Regions from separate parts of the Mus musculus genome. Here region 1 is linked to region 2. The links are chromatin contacts, called in public HiChIP or PLAC-seq maps. All regions are on one chromosome and are shown on one strand. Each heading gives the region's core, a stretch centred on a gene start, on an enhancer-like site or on the middle of the called end of the contact. The rest is flanking DNA. Distances are from core to core; before and after follow the strand shown.

What was found. HiChIP or PLAC-seq counts read pairs in DNA pulled down with a chosen protein or histone mark.
Region 1: a contact with region 2 is called in a CTCF HiChIP or PLAC-seq map of the NIH/3T3 cell line, with 29 read pairs. The contact joins the promoter of Col19a1 here to the enhancer-like site in region 2. A contact is called at or near these places in 1 of 39 promoter capture datasets (liver), 1 of 15 datasets of contacts at CTCF or cohesin (the NIH/3T3 cell line), 4 of 484 Hi-C or Micro-C datasets (cerebral cortex, muscle stem cells, myocytes and 1 more), 2 of 115 datasets of contacts at active chromatin or transcription factors (CD8 T cells and neural progenitor cells) and 3 of 9 other capture datasets (adipose tissue, liver and pancreatic islet).

What each region holds. Positions count from the first base shown.
Region 1 is chr1:24,584,763-24,590,506 of GRCm38.p6, forward strand. It overlaps Col19a1 (collagen, type XIX, alpha 1), which reads right to left and starts at 2,675. Exons shown (of 51, transcript NM_007733.2): 1 at 2,588-2,675.
Region 2 is chr1:24,552,024-24,557,558 of GRCm38.p6, forward strand. All of the region lies in intron 4 of Col19a1 (collagen, type XIX, alpha 1), which reads right to left. Among named protein-coding and RNA genes, the nearest start is that of Gm26418, 5.8 kb to the left of the region's middle. Within about 2 kb of position 1,673, at least 47 of the 459 cell types and tissues checked have an H3K27ac peak or open chromatin away from gene starts, as enhancers often do. A contact at or near this core is called in the NIH/3T3 cell line, muscle stem cells, myocytes and 1 more, where this site is marked.

The DNA of each region.
Region 1 (5,744 bases), core at 1,425-3,924, 34 kb after region 2:
CCGGCCTAAGATACAATGCCATTTAGAATTTCATATTGATAGCTTTGTATATTTTCCCAATTCACCCGTCTTTTTCAGTGTATTTTTTATCTGAATGGCTCTTGGCTTTCTGATAGAACATTCTTAAGAGGTGTTTTCCGTTCACATTCTACAGGGTGAATAGAATATGCCTATTCTCACCATCTTGCCCTTAGATTCAGTATATGGCTTCCTCACCTGGTTGTCTTACTATTGGTCCATACAACAGCATACAGCACCCTCTGCTTCTCACCCTCCCCTCTCAGTCTCTTCTCTGCAGGTATCATCAGCTCTCTTCATCTTAGACTTCACCTAACTTGTGCTTTCAGTCTTACCCCGCATCGCTCATCCCTCGACACCTTTAAGCTGTCACGTGCCTCTCCTTCTGTCTTCCCTTCGTGCTCTCCTCTGTTAAACCTGCTTATCCTCTGCCTCTTTGAGGCACAAGTTCTCAAGAAGGCCTGCCTGGAGTAACTCAACGCATCCCCTTCACTCGGTCTTCCACGACACCGTTTTACTTCCGGGCTGCATAGTAGGTTATCTACAGCTCCACGACCTTTTATCCCTGCTTGTTGCTCATCCTTCGTTTGAACCTCCACGTAGTCCCATTCCTATAGTTTCTATCCATATTTCCTTCTGTCTCTAGAGCCATTCAGGACGCAGCCTGTTTCTGCTGCCTCAGAAAATGAACAGAAATTTCAGCAAGGGAGATTAAAATGCAGGACCAGAAAAATAGATGGAAAGGTTTCATTTCTGATGAGCACTATGGGCTTTCGTCTGTTTGGAAAGAACTTGGAGATAACAAAAATTCAGATGCAAATATAATTGCACGTGGCTTCCTTCCCTTCCTTTGGCTATTCTGTACCTGTCCATATGCAGCGGCTCTCCTGTCCTATTCTACTGTTGGAACTTTTTTTTTTTTTTCTGGGACACCTTACTTAGTTTTCTTAACACTTAGGGAAATCATTCTGGTCAAACCCTCCAGAGAATGAGTTTCCTATTCCTAGCGGCTACCTCTTTCCACCCTGAAGAATTATCCCTATCAGAAAATCCCATCCATTCATCTCAGGCCTGAGAACTTACAATTTGCACCATGAAAACACGGCGATATCCCGGTACCTCCTTTGCAGGCGCCTGGTGAAGAGCTTTCTACTTAGAAAGAGCCCAACGGGCTTTGCTCACCTACTCAGGAGAACCTAAAGGCCACCCTTCTCGGCCAGGCTTCTTCCTCCCTTAAAGAACAACTGTAGTCCTTGATTTGTACAGGAGTGTTGCTTTCCTTAGCTCTGATTAGTGGGAGTGGGGGTGGGCAGATGTATATTCTTCTAAAGCGCCTCTAGTACTCTCTCATCCCTTTTGCTCCTCAGACCTCCTCTCCAAGGAGAGGTTGGAAGTAAGTAGTCTGAATTGGTGATGGGGTGGGTGGAGGCTGCACAATTTATTTCTGTTACCCTTCCATCTCCCAGCTCACTCACTCTAGATCTCACATCACCCACTGTCGCAATTCCTGGATGGTTCTATTAAAAGTATATATTTTCAGCATCTGGGTCCCATTCTCTCCATTGCCGAGTCCATTGTCCTCCGAGACCCACCATGCGTTCCCCTCTGTCCCCCATGGCACGGGGCCCACGTGGGTAACCTGCCCACCCACTCAACTAGTTCCAGAGCCCTCCACGACCTAGCTGGGGTAAGGTTAAGCTTCATCTCCCGCCTGCTTCAAAGGAGCTGGCTTGTGCAGTGGCGCGCTTGGTTCCGGGCCAACAAACTTCTCCAGGACCATGCGCGCCGCCTCCCTCCTCCAGGCGGCGGTGGCTGCGGCGCCGGCCGGATTCCCGCAGAGCCGAGGGCCGCGGGCGGAGGCGAGGCGCCGGCCCTTTGCGCCGGGACCCTGACGTCCCCGCGGCGGCCGCGGCTGCGAGGACAGCGGGGACAGCGGCTGCGCTCCGGCTGGACGCGCTGCGCACTCTGCGTGTTGAAGGAGACACAGGGCCAGGTACTCCGGGACCAGACCCGGATCCTCCTCCGCGACAGCCTAAGCCGGGCTTGGGACCCCCGCGCGGGTCGAAGTGGGTAACTCCACCGGGTACACGAGCGTCCGAGCTTTGCGTCCTGGCTTTCACCTCTCCCGGTTACAGCATCCAACCCTAGAGACCACAGCCCCACAGCATTCGTAGCTTGCTCTGTTCGTTTACCCCTTCTTCCATAGCTCGCGTGCCTTCCATCCGCATCAGCATCGCATACACTTCTGCTTCCCAAACCCAACCAGAAAATCCACCGAGAACTAAAGTGGAACGCGCGAGCCCGCGTGACCTGGACGCACAAACACGAGCCACATTATAGGCAGCGTGTCAAAGTGGCCTGATCTGGCCAAATGCACTCGGTCCCCTCGTCTCCGCGTGGGAATGCAGGTGGGCAGATTTTCCCCTCGAAATATGTGCACTTGTGCAGTACGGTTGTGACATTTTCTTTAAAAGCAGATGCAGGCAAATGACCAGAAATACAGCATATGGCAGAGACCGGGCTTGTGAAGGCAACATCAAGCAAAATGTGGCAGAGCTGCGCAGCTTACCTTGGGTTGGTGTCAGAGCCCCTGGGAGGCGCGGTGGAGTCCGGACAGGGCTGCCGCACCGCCGCGGAGTGGCCCGCTCCAGCTCCCAGCGAGTGGAAGCGGGACGCATCTCTGCCCTTATTCGTCCCTTCAGTGTGACCCTCCCACTCGGTGAGCACGGAGGACTCAGCAAGACAGTCCTCAGCCAACTCATGCCCAGGTTTTCCTTGATCACACAGAGCTGGGTACTAAGTCTTTCAGGTTTCTGTTTTAATAGCAATTTCATAGCGGCAATGACAGTTGGGGGCAGACGCTTTCTCACTTCTGACTATGAAGTGTCCTCAAAGTACGGTGCGGTGCAGTGCGTGGTATACATTCACAGGTAGATAATTGGCTTTTTAACAGTCGAGCTAAAAATAAAAAAGGGTATCGTGTATGTTTTATTTTGCACTTCTATTTCTTGAGTTTATCTAAAGTTAATCAAGTCAGCTTGCATTCTAATCATCGTTCTCTATGTAGGTTTGTGTCTACATCCATAAAGGTATGTTGTGACTGTTAAATATATTATGCTTCAATAGTCTGGTGTTATAAATATCTGTCTTGTAAGTCTTCGAGATCTCTTTCAATATGTGGAGGGGGTGGGTATAGCAGTACATATACACCTACAGTAAGTATATACATACATATATATAGTATTATGTGTCTATATTCAGATTTATATTCATTCATAGTAAACATACACATATATTTATATACATATAGTGTGTGATTTTTTTAAAAACACTAGAATTTGTAAGATTAACCCACAGGTTAAACAATGCTTAACTTCTTTTAGTTGTGTGTTGCCGCAGTTGGAGAGAAAATATGTATTATTAATCCATAAGAATGGAAATCATTACCTTAGAGTGTTACCTCAAAGACATAAGTCTCACTTAGTGAGATTCCCAGTCCAAAGACGACAAGACCACAGTGGCAAAGATTTTAAAATGCTCAGAACAAATTTTTAAATAGCTCATTTTCACCTCTTTGGAGGAAGACCATTACAGCATCAACCAGTGGGTTTGTAACCTGCCTATTCCCAAAGAAAACAGAACACTGAAGTGTGAGAATTCACAAACTGCCATGAACCACGTTTCTGTCAGAATTTCAAGCCATACAATGTGTCTCCCTCCTCATGTGCTTTCCTTCACGAATTTTTGGTTGACTGTGGAAAGAGGCCAAAGGAAAAGGCATCACGTGAGTCCAGCGGCTCAGTTGCCCATTTAAAGACAGGATTCCTAAGCCTTCCCTAGGCATCTGGTGAACCTTTCCATTTGCTCAAGTATCCTAATTGAATTTGTTTCCTCGTTTGTCAGTTATATTTTTATATATGCATTTTATGCCCAGGATTTATTGTCCAGACTATTCAATTTAGCTATTTGCATCAGATTAATACTCTTTAAAAATAAACTTTGAAACTGTAGGTCAAGCCGATGAATTTTACTCCACTGTTTCAATAATTTCTCAACCTTTAAATTGCTCATGAAGTAGCTAAGCACATTTTTGTTTCTTTGTCACAATTCTCCTTTGCTACTTATAACACTGAAGAGACAAATTTTTGGATACCTTGAGAAAGGAATGAATCAGGTTTAAAACTGTTATCAGCTATGCTCTGTGTTCTAAACACGCCTGTGAAGACAGCCCCCTTCCTTCCTTCCTTCCTTCCTTCCTTTCTCCTTTCCTTCCTTCCATCTATCCATCCATCTGTCCTTCTTTTTTCCTTTCCTTTCTTCCTTTTTTTCCAGAAACGATTTGAACCTAGACTGCTTTTATGATCCCAACCTATTATGCCCATAGGTTTGAGGTTTTATCAAATACTTTTTGTTGAATTTTAAAGTGACTTCAGGTAGCAAGACCATGAAACCACGCACCTTTTATTTATCTACATCAAATACAACTATAAATGATCCCCTGGATTCTGAAGCTACTTCTGAGGGGAAAGTAGTTGAGAGTTACTGTGTCTCTTTTAAACTTCGCTTCCCACTCTCTTCAGTTTCTGCTCTTTTCTGGGCTCTCAGCTTTGCTGCTTCTTTTACTTTTGTCCTTCATAGTTCTCCCCACGCCCCCACCCCCGCTTTTTTTCCCCAAGAAGAAAGAATTTCAGCATTGCCCCCAGCTAATTTCTTAGTTACCAAACCATAAGAGTGTTCATTCTTTATTGAGTTTTCAGGGCACAGCCATACATGACTCTCATGCATGCCCCGTGGAAATGGCTCAATGCATCCACAGTGTTGAAAAGACCTTACTGTTGACTGTAATTACCAAACCTGACTTGCCATTGCTCAAATGCACTTTCATTATATCTTTTCTGGGCCAGTATTACAGTGTGCTGTCCTTATTCGTATTAGTCCTAAATTAGTTCAAAGCCGGCTAGGGAAATCTACTAATTTTAAGGTCTGTTTTGCCACTGTTTCTGAAAAGTTCTCATCCCACAGAAATTGATATTCTAAGGCTCGCCTCTCTCTTTGCTTCCTTTCCTGGAAGACTCTAATTCATGACGTGTACTCAGTTTACAAGTGACTGCAGGATGGGATCACAGCTGCATCTTTCTCTTGGTTTCTTAGTCCCTCTCCCTGGGATCAGTGACACCGAGCGGAAATATGATAAAAGACAAGTGACTGGCCTAGTCATGGGGACAGCTTGGTAACATGTGTTAAGTTCTCCAGAACAATTTCATAGTAACAGAGTGGCATGCCCTGGTAGAAAAAAAGAGCCACGAGGTAACAAATAAACAGAGAGAAAAATTACCCGGAAATAGAAGTATTCCACAAACTCATAATGAAGTGTTTAACTTAATTAGAATTTGAAGAAATATGCATTTATTAATTTTTTTCTTCACCTATTTTGGCAGGATTAAATATTAGTTTTTGTGTGTGATGTTGGCAGAGGCAAAGAGGCTTCTCAACAATGAGAGACGTATATAATAGCTCAGTCTTGCTAAAGGGCAACTTAGTCTTGTACATTGAAAATGAAGAAAAAGGCAGGGTGGAGTGGGTGCCAATCGCATTGTAAATTCCTCTAAAACAGTAACTCTGGTTATTTCTGGGTTAGGATTATAGGGGTTTTCTTTCCTTTGCTTATCTGTAACATATGAGGTTTCTATAGTGCGCATGTAACCCTTCTATAACAAAAACATTAA
Region 2 (5,535 bases), core at 423-2,922:
ACAGGGAGTGTTGTGCCGTACATGCTAGTATTCTCATCTGCATTGTACCAACTGGAGGAAAAAAACACCATTTCTGTGAGAAGCAGGAGCACAATCTCTTTCCTTTCAAAAGCTGATCTGCACTTGAATCTCGAAAGAGGCACGCTTGCAAAGGATCCTGCACCATCTCACTTGCATTTGCTTTCCTTTTGTTTGATGTTTTGTTTGACTTTTAAGACTGTACTCTTTGAAGGAGATAGTGAAGACTTCTTACCTTACCAATATGTTAAACATATATTAATATTATGTAGATAAATCTCTTTGTTGTGTCGTCATTTACAATATGTGAAATAAAAATATTTAAAGTTTCTAAATGTTTTGTCTGCTAACACTCACAAATAGATACACAATTTTAGAAGTTTCTGAAGGAATAAGATTATTCATCTCTGGATTCACAGTCAAGGGAACCACCAATCTATATCTATACCTTTATGGCTAATTACTCATGCAAATCAGCCTTACAAAATAATATAGTGTCTGAAATCTGAATGAAGACTACCCAGTTAACTTAAGTTTGATAATGAGAATATATAGCTTCCCTAAACCCTGCTATGTGACTGACAAGAAACTGAATGTGCTTCATGTTTTTTCCACCCATAAACCATAAAGCAGGATTTGTATAACCACAGGACCGCATTCATAGTTGCGACCTCAAAGGACCCTCTCCTTTACTTTTTCTTGCAATTAATGCAAGAATGCTCTTCAATGCCTACACTTCTGAAGTATTAGAAGCAGAGAGAGTCTAGAAAAGATGCAATGTTTTATCAATGTAGCCTGTATTCATACCTCCTTATGTTCCCAAGGGGATTTTGAACAAAATCAACTCAGTGATATTGAACTTAAAAATGAAGAACAAAAGAATTCTCCACCTGACAAATGAGAAATGTTCCTTTATACTGGGCTGAGAGTTTGACTAACATGTTTTTTACATACAAAAATTTCTTGAAGGTTCTTCAAAATTGCATTATAGAGGAATTATGTCACAGATAGTTGATATAACATTCAACTGAAGTATTCATATGTTGCTTGATTTTTTTTATGAGCCCCATGATGGAATACTTAAGGATAACCTTGAAAAATATTGAAATTATATGATCAGGTTCTGCTAAATTGTTAGATGTATCAATTGTTTAATTTCTGTTCATTAATTTATATCTATCTAATTATAAAGTAAATTTGGAGGAACAAAATATAAAACTCTGAAACAAACAAACATACTTGGAGGGTTTTTCATCATTTTTACATTTTAGTAGCATTTTTATATTAAGTAACCTATTGTTGATTAAAAACTCCTTGAATTTCTCTTAAAAATCTGAGATAATTTCTTTTAACTATTAGTAATTAAATATTTCTATACATTATTTAAAACCTCTACAAGGGTTACCTTTAAACTCTTTCAGATCTAATACTAAGTAATTTTGCTAAAATAGCTTGCTTAGACAATTCTGTAGCCGTGAAGTCCAGTAGACTTTCCTTCTCATTTTAGAATGTATGAGCAGTGACTCACCTCACATTCTTGGCATGCCAGATGATAATTAAGGAAGTGCAGCGATGACATTTAGATTCATGTGTAACAGTCTCATGAAACAGCTGGACAGGGTTTTAGCAGAGTCACATGGCCCTTACATAGGAAGCTTTCTATCTCAAAACAAAAGAATGTCCAAAGGAAAACCCAGGGGATGCAGTCACTCTCCGTAGCTTAATGGAGCTGCCAAGTGATCCTTCAAACCCGCCCAGGAATTAGAATCTTGTGTCAGAGCTGAGCACAGTTTCATGCCTCAGAATTTAGCTGTTTCTGAGTACTTGGAGAGAACCCAACCAAGAGCAAAAAAGAAGGGAAACGTGGATTAGAAAACAGGCCCATATGAGGGAAGGAATGAAAATCCCCAAATACTTAAAATGTAGCCTCAGTGACAGAGGGGGTGTGCTTTGTAGCTGAACTGTGCTGCACCGTGAAAGACAGGAGGTTTCAGATTCGGTCAGTACAAAGGGAAAGAAAAATTTTTTTCTTGTCGTTGTTGTTGTTGTTAGTAGTAGTAGTAGTATTTTATTATTATTATTATTTACTATTACTATTTGCTGTTGTTTGTTTATTTGTTTTTAATTATTAATTTGCGTGAGTCTGTATGTGCATCTGAGGGCAAATATCTTAAGAGGCCAGAAGTGTTGGGTCCTCCTGGAACTGGAGTTACAGGAAGTTGTGAGCCACCAGATGCGGGTGCTGGGAACCCAACCCAATTGTTTGTAAGAGCACTAAGTGTTTTTAACAGCTAAACCACCCAACTCTGCTATCTCTAGCTGCTATTTCTTCCTTTCTTCCATATGAAATTATGAGTTTCATTGCAACATTTTCATACACACTTTGTCCCTGTCAATCCTCACCCTCCCCTTCCCTCCCCCATCCTCCTGACTGGCTCCTGCAAGTCTTCCTCGCCAGTCAATTGTCTTCTTTTTCATGTCATAGTACCTTCTGTTTTATTTTACCTTCTGTTTTATTTTCTTCTCCTTTACTTTCCCCTTTCTTGTGGTTCCCTTTTAAATTTCGTAGCTATATGTGGATTAATAATTATATATTTATACGTTATGTGTGTATATGAGAGGAAATATGTGGTATTTGGCTTATCAGTCTGGGACGCTGCATGTGATGTAACGTTTCCATCTTTATTGCTATACTCTTCGTAACAACTAAGACGTGGAGCCAGCCCGCTTCTCTATCAGTAGCTGAATAGATGAAGAAAATGTAATGCACTGGATACTTGTGCAGGTGCAAAGGAAAATGAAATCATGACATTTGTAGGAAAATGGACAGAGCTGTGAAGTGTTTAGGACCGTGTAGCTTTCCCTCCTATTCTGTATCTCTCTAGCAGGTTCCAGGAAGAAAAGACAGGGTCAGATCCCTTACCAGTGGAAGCCTTAGTGTCATTCAGTGCTGAGCCATAAGGAGCTCAGAGTCTGTTGACTGAAATAAACTTTGATTACACGAGTTTCAGGGACTTACCAAGGCTACTTGTTACTTATTCTTTATCTAACACAACCATCTAGGATCATCTATGGTAGTTAGAAAGCACTCTCACCCTTATTTGTAATTGCAAGAGTTTTAAGTTTAAATACAACAGATATGAATTTAAAACCACAGGCCCTAATGCTACAGAAGACTTCAGAAAGTACAAAATACACAAGAATATGAAGGTGATAGAACAGAGTTAGTATTCTCTATTAAGATCCCTAAAGATGGATTTTTATTTCTAAACATCAGACTATCAGAAATAATCATACATAGAGATTAAAAGTCACCTTCCTGCATTTTGTTGTTCTCCCTATAAGACCCGGCTATTATAGACCTGAGCTTATATAAAAGTCCATGTGAAAAGGAGCCATGTTCATGAGATCGATCTTTCAGCAAAGACAAGATGTACATTTTGACATAAGCTATCCCGTGCACTACTCAGGTTCAGGTGATTTCCGAAGGAGATGCTAAAGTCTGGAACCTTGAAAAAGTCTAAAGGACAGAAATACAGATCAGAATACTTTCTACCTATTACTCCCTCCTTTTGAGACATGCTCAGTGTTTATTTATATGACATTTTCTTAACATTTTTTATTGCTTATTGACACTTCTACCCTCTCAATGGACTGCAAGCACACTTCCTATCTTTAAATTTACTCTAATTATATATAAAAGTTATTATATAGTAATGGGGTATCATATAACTTTGAGACATATTTGCACTGTATGATATTAAAGTTAAATTAAACATATCTACCACCTCAAATGGTCATCAATTCCTTAAGGAGACACTTTCCAGATCTTTTTCTGTCTTTATGAAACGTACAATGTACTATTGTTATCTGTGACTACCCTTCTATACAATCCAAAGCCAAGACTTACTCCCATCTCATTGTAACTTAGTGTCTACTGCCACCCCTCACCATCATTTCTGCTACCAAACTATGGTAGTTTTAAATAAGAAAAGCCCCACCAAGTATCTGAACACTTGGTTCCCAGAGAGCAATGCTGTCTATGGAGGTGGTTCAAATTTACTAAGGCAAACACATCTCTGAAGGTCTGCTTTGAGAGATCACAGCCTTGCCCACTTCTGGTATATTCGATTTTCTTTTTGTAGTTGAAGATGCTCCCTGTTCCAGCCACCTGCTACCAGCCCCACCTCCCCTGCCTTTATGGACTCTCCATCTGTAAGCATAAGTCAAAATAAACTCTGTCTTTCACAAGCTTTTTTGGTCACAACATTTTTTCAAAGGAAAGTAAACTAATCCACCCCCTCTCCTGGCCTCTCATGTCCACCATTACCCTCTCCTTGACTATCCCTGACATCTATGAAAATGTTGGTACTATATAACCCTGCTTTCGTAAAGTAACCAACAACGTAATTAATGGGACAGAGAAGATGACTCCTCTCACTAGAGATTATTTTGGTAACAAAAATCAGAACGTATTTATTCCATTCCAGGTAGAATTGTTTTAGCATTGCAAAAGGTTAAGATTGTTAACATACCCAATGCCATATGTGTTAAATACTTAACAAATAAAGAATGTTATCCTAGCACATAAAGTCTAATTAGCTGGATATTTTTCATGGCTAGCATCCCTTCACCCTTATTCATAGGTGTTACTTGAAATGCAAAACCCAAAATCTTCCAGACTTGTATCATAAGTCAGAGCAGTTACAGATTTGAAACTCATTTGAGTGCGCTACACTTTCCTTTCTCCTGAAGGGTCATAGTGCTAAAAATCTACACAAATCGGTACAGCCCAGAATCCATGCTAACATAGTATTTCAGACGGTCACTATCTAAATAAATATATAAATAAATAGCCTGAGAGATAGGGTAATTGACCACATTGGAATCAATAATAATTCAGAAAATATGTGTCTTGAACTTTATCATCTATTTCCCAATCCAGCTCTGAGCACCATGACTTTAGAATCAATAATACGTAGAAATTCAAAATTCATGACCCATCACCCTTGCATTGTGAGTAGTAATTAAAGCTCATGAAGAAAAAAACTCCATCCAGAAGAGAGAAGAGCATCTCTGGCCTAGGTGATGATGTAATATTCCAGTTGGGCCAGGTCAGTGGCCTGTCCAAGGTCCAAGCAAGGTAGACACCGCCCCCCTGCCCCTTAAGATAAGCTAAAGAGACAGGTGGAGTAGTTTTCCTTAATGATACTGTTCCTGCCCTCCCTGGACTCCTCCGCATAGCACAGTGTCTCACCGAGTGCATCTGAGCAGTATCCATATAGAGTGCAACTGCTCACTTCTCGCAATTACACAGAAAAGTAACTTTCCCTGTTCTTTCCACCGTTTATATGGAGATCTTTATACTCTGAGCGAAGCAAGCTTTCCCTCCCTGACACTCCAGGCCTCCTTACTCCCAGACATGCCTCTACCTGTCAAAAATCGTGCTTTTCTTTTCTCTCCCATTCTCCTTCTCTGGGCAGCTGATGAGCTTTGCTACTTAGATACCCTCAGTGT